Linked DNA regions of Bombyx mori: region 1 is linked to region 2. Evidence: chromatin contacts called from public Hi-C data. All regions are on one chromosome and are shown on one strand. Each heading gives the region's core, a stretch centred on a gene start, on an enhancer-like site or on the middle of the called end of the contact. The rest is flanking DNA. Distances are from core to core; before and after follow the strand shown. Region 1 holds the start of LOC110384698 (alpha-N-acetylglucosaminidase). Region 2 holds the start of LOC101739856 (protein FAM114A2).

The links. A called contact is a pair of places that touch in the nucleus more often than the background predicts.
Region 1: a Hi-C map of whole pupa shows a contact between it and region 2, with 2.2 times the contacts expected there. The contact joins the promoter of LOC110384698 here to the promoter of LOC101739856 in region 2. A contact is called at or near these places in 2 of 7 Hi-C or Micro-C datasets (posterior silk gland and whole pupa).

Annotation. Positions count from the first base shown.
Region 1 is chr14:6,269,004-6,271,703 of ASM3026992v2, forward strand. It overlaps LOC110384698 (alpha-N-acetylglucosaminidase), which reads right to left and starts at 1,254. Exons shown (of 1, transcript XM_021352013.3): 1 at 1-1,254. LOC101739990 (proteasome subunit alpha type-1) reads right to left here. Exons shown (of 6, transcript XM_004922593.4): 5 at 2,304-2,489.
Region 2 is chr14:6,022,923-6,025,622 of ASM3026992v2, forward strand. It overlaps LOC101739856 (protein FAM114A2), which reads right to left and starts at 1,317. Exons shown (of 10, transcript XM_004922592.5): 1 at 568-1,317. The coding sequence starts at 750.

The sequences.
Region 1 (2,700 bases), core at 4-2,503, 250 kb after region 2:
TAAAGGAGAAGTCCTTTACGTCTATGAGCTTGGCCACCATTCCGTCACTGTCTTACTCCATCTATTATCATTTCGTCCTGCCAAGTCTCCAGCCCAACTCCATTTCGGATCTGCTACTCTCTAACAAATATCTATAATATTGTTTGGCTTCTAATGTGGGTAGTACAGACCCGATTGCTAGCTTAGAGTGATTCATCGCTTACTTTGAAACGCCCATTCTATACACGGTCTCACCTGTAAGGAACCATGTTTCTGCGCCGTATGTTAATGTGGGCTAAATACATTGACTGTAGAGTTTTTGTGTTGAAACATTGTGGGATGTTTTTTTGATTTATTTATAACTTTATATACTAGACAGTATAAAGGCGGACTTAATGCCATGCGCATTCTCTGACAGTATACCTTAGGGGGTGCAGAGATGAACCTTGGTAGGTGTAGTGTGAAGGTGATATTACTTAAACATATGTGTATATATAACATACATAATATTGATAGATATAAATACATATACATAAATATATAGCAATTAGATGACTCTGCTAACTCTCTGAGAAACAGTTCTCGAACCTTCGTCTTAACGCTTCACGTGTAGTGGCCCACCTTATTTTGAGTGGGAGCGCATTCCATAGAAGAATAGACTAAATAGTGAAGGAAGAATGTAAAAAGTCAGAACTATGTGGAGGACAGCGAAGAAGAAGATTGTGAGATGATCGAAGATTTAATATATTATGATGATTTCATGATGATGATTTAATCTATATATATAAAAGAAAGTCGTGTTAGTTACACTATTTATAACTCGAGAACGGCTGAACTGATTTGGCTGAAAATTGCTGAAGAGGTAGCTTAGAACCAGGAGAAGGACATAGGATACTCTTTATCAATTCCCATGGGACGTGACATAAATCGTGGTATGACAAAACGCAACTGATATGGAATAACAAAACGTAACTGACAGCTAAACGTAATAATAATATATTCTATGGGTAATTATAGTAGAATTTTGAAGTTAACCGGTTGATGTGTGTGAAACAAACCGTGTGGCGGAACAAAGTTCGCTGGGTCCGCTAGTATATTATAAAAAAAATAGAAACATAAAATGAACCAATCCAGTGCCGACACGAAATTCCGAAAACGTGCCGTCTGTTAGGAATTCATTGACTTCGTAATACACAAAAGTTACTTGATTGTCTTCGTAAATTTAGTTCTCTATATAGAAAATTGAATGTTTTGTGCGATTTTGTTGTAAAAGCAAGACCCCCAAAAAAAATTTTATTATTAAGGTAGCTCAACTATAGCTGATTCTACTGATAAATTATATCTAATTCGCACATTACAACTGAATCAGACTTCACACTTAAAACCCAAGGATTGGCCAACACAATGACACAATGATTATTGATTAGTTTTAGTATAGTGGCTACACAATTTTTTTTAATTGAGTAATTTCATAAATTAATATTATGAAAATACTTATGTACTTTGCACAGAGAGTGAGTCTGGCTGTCCAACGAGGTAACGTAGCCAGTATCTTGGGAACTGTGGCTCCTTCAAGCGCATTATAAAAAATAAACAATAACACTGTGATTGACTGATCTTTATAATTTAGTTAAAAACACTTTTTATTTTGTTTGTTATTCTAATACCGTTGCATATCAACAAGTGTGTCCTGGGTTTTTTCTTTAACACTATATATTTCACGGTAAGAAATATAACCAGAAAACTCTTAAATTACTGAAAGTAATTACGCTTAGTCCTATGCCTATTATCATCCACTGGTATTGGTGGGACACTGATACTTACGAGTAGAGACAACCCTCCAGCTTATTTCTGGTTAGCAAGGTAGTCATGCATTACAGCAATTTTACAATTAAATTGCGATTTCATTGTATTTACACAGTGTTTTTTATAGGTTCTGGTAATCATACAACATCAGGTGATCCGACCAGTTATTTTGGATTGACTTCCACGGTGAAGGAATAACATCGCGTAATAAAAATCAAACCCGCAAAATTATAATTTGCGTAATTACTGGTGGCAGGACATCTTGTGAGTCCACACGCGTAGGTACCACTACCCCGCCTATTTCTGTTATGAACCAGTAATGCGTTTCGGTTTGAAGGGTGGGGCAGCCGTTGTAACTATACTGAGACCTTTGAACTTATATCTTAAGGTGGGTGGCGCATTTACGTTGTACATGTCTATGGTCTCCAGTAATCACTTAACACCAGGTGGGCTGCGAAACTAAGCAATAAGAAAAGGTACTATTTAGACTTGTGTAGTGAAAAGATTGGTATATTTACCGCCGCTTGTGGGTCCCGGTCGTCCCCCTGGTCGCGCGGGGCGGCGCCTCCCGGAGCGCCCGCGTCGCCGGTCGCGGTGCCGCCGCGTCTCTCTTCACCCTCGACCAGAGCTAACAGTCGAGATAACTCTTCCTCGTCGCATATACGCAACGGAGTCTTGGGACCGACGATACATATAGAAACATTCTGTAACATCACATTACATACAATTAGCAATTACATAACGAACTGTAGGATAATGTGCATGTAAAGCGCTAATGAGTTTCAAATCTCAATAACACTATCTTTGTTATCAATTCATTCGGTAACATGTCTTTTATGAGTGGAATGCAGATTTAATCCTCTACCACTATCTTTATTAAAGAAAAGAAAAGAATCCCAGCTCAGGATGAATTAA
Region 2 (2,700 bases), core at 67-2,566:
ATGCACATATCATTAGAATAATGTATTCATGTTGTCATATAATTTTGCCGAATTATCAAATGCCATTATAAGTTGTACTGATTTATCGTACTGAACTTTCACTAAATTGAAATTAAAAATGACACTCCTTTTTTTAAACTTACTTAAAAAACCCATACTTAAATGATTTATATCAAGGAATATGCATTTATGATTAGTTCTCCCAAAAAAAATATTTCTTTATAATCTCATTTACCATGACTTTGTTAGTATATAGTTTTTGGATGATAATTTAATGGATACTGTTAGATTATACACAGTAAAGTTGACAAAATAGATAGCGTAACGGAATATAGATTACACGCAAAATTTTCTATAGTAAATTTGAATAACAGCTGTTGACTAAAAAATAAAATTTCCTAAATAAAGCTCAACATGAATTATATTGAAACAAAACTAGTGGGACCCCAACTTTAATTTTACTTAAAAGACACCTTATGTTCCGATGTATACATAAAAAGCGATATAGACAGTATTGTATGTTCCTGGAAAACTTTAAAAATGAGCATGAAGGAAGGCATGACTTACAGGTTCCTCTTTGTTTTTCACAGTGTCGGTAGATGAAGATTGTGTTTTTTTTGTTTTGTGGTCCAATTCCCGACTATTTTCGGTATAATTAGAGGACGATAATCGCTCTTTTCTATCCTTTTTTATCGGTGTATTTTGTCCCTCGTCGGCACTTTCAAAATCTTCACTATCACTTGTAGCCATTTCGAAGGAATTACTTTTTAATAATACATAAGCCAATAAATAACTATTAACTAAGGAAAATATCCTTTATTCCATTGAAAAAAAAATTGGTTCCTACTTATTTTTGCGTGTTATGATGAAATTGCCAACACTTGACATTGACTTTTGATTTATTCTTTGGTAAAGACATAGAACAGGCAAAGAAAACATAATAGGTACAGCCAAGTCTTTCATAATATTAACCCGCAGACACAGCCCACTGAATTTCTCGCCGGACCTCCTCAGTGGGTCGGGACTGTGGGTGGGACCTCTTAAAAAAAAATTCATGTTTTTCTTTTACTGACTGATTTTAAAATTGCACTGAGCGTCTTACCTTCACTACCTGAACAAAATACAGAAGATTTAGACAGAATGTTCGTTGCTTATCTGCAGGAAATTTTTTAGTTCGTATGAAAGTTCCTTCCTGTGCTGCTAGCCTTAAGAGGTTATTTCAGCTTCACCCTAACGTGTAGGTGAGCTCACGGGGGCTCAAACCGGAGTGTTGCTAACACTGGCCCTGGCAAGATTAGTGCTTTGCAGAATCTACCACCGGATCCGAAACGCGACGCACTGAGAAGATCCGGCGAGAAACTTAATGGGCTGTGTCTATGGGTTAATTCGCTCGTCGAGCCCTTCGTCGCAAGCGACGGGTGCGACGAGGACCGTGACCGATACTTGTGGTACCTAAAAGCCCCGTTAATGGATCGGGAGGATCCGTAATGACCACTGAAGTAGGAAACCTATGGATATGAAACGTCAACAAAAATTCCTGCCACTGTGACGTTATCTGGCTACAAAACATGGCGGTTTTAGTGCTGCCCAGAAGATTTTAATGTTAGTAGGTTTTATCGATAAACGTTCTTGGCTCATTTTATTTGAAATATTGTTGAGTATGAATTATTTGTAGAATTTATACTTTAATAGGAAGTAAGTATATTGTTATGTGCAAAGATGATGTGATTTAGATATTATGTGAAATCTAAGACGAGTTCGTGCTTCAAATTTGCCAAGTAAACAATATGACGATTTTTTAAATTTGCTACACTGATTTTATAAAGTTGTCGTTTGCCGCAAAACATAAAGATATTGCGTAGTACAGTGCCATCTGCCCATTTCTAGCATGCTAAATGTTATCGTATTTTGAGTACGTGTTTTTTTTAGACTATTACAATCTATTTTAATTGTTTTGCTGACTCTAAAGTCCGTAACACACTACTGCAGCGCACCTCAAGGAAGGTGCGCCGCACCATTTGAATCACTCTCACTTGAGAGTGATTCAAATGGTTTTCCCTTTGCCTTTTCCCGAAATATCTATACAGAATGTCTAAATATGTTTTGATGACATATTTTATTAAGAGGTATTTATGATTAGTGTCATGATCAATAGATTCCGACCGAAAAAATTTTCGGATGAGGGCTTCATAATGAATTTAAATATATATAGATAATAGTTTTGGGGCATCAACTTTCTTGAGATCCTATATAAAATATGTTTTAATTATTATTTTTGTATGTTTTAAGCATGATAAAATAAGAAATTTTATATAGGTAATCATATTAAATCGATATCAAAGTCAATAAATAATGTACATCCCAAAACAGACGCCGAACTGACGTGACAATGACATTTGGTGCGCTACACATGGCGGATTTTCAGCCTCATTAGACATTTACGTATATTCATGTTTAATTTTCTGTACGCACTGAAATACTGTTATATTATTTTCCTGCGAGTTAAAGTGCTGAGTAAGAACAAGATAGATATATGTTTATGTGTATGCCTTCAAAATGGGTGCTATTTATAAAAGCAATTGTACGTATAGAACAATATGTCGTGTCCCTACTATATAGGTCTATGGTAATGACGCTTTAAGGCGAAAGAAATTAATACGTAAACTTTATAAGCTTATTTTCCAAACATAGGCTGTCTAT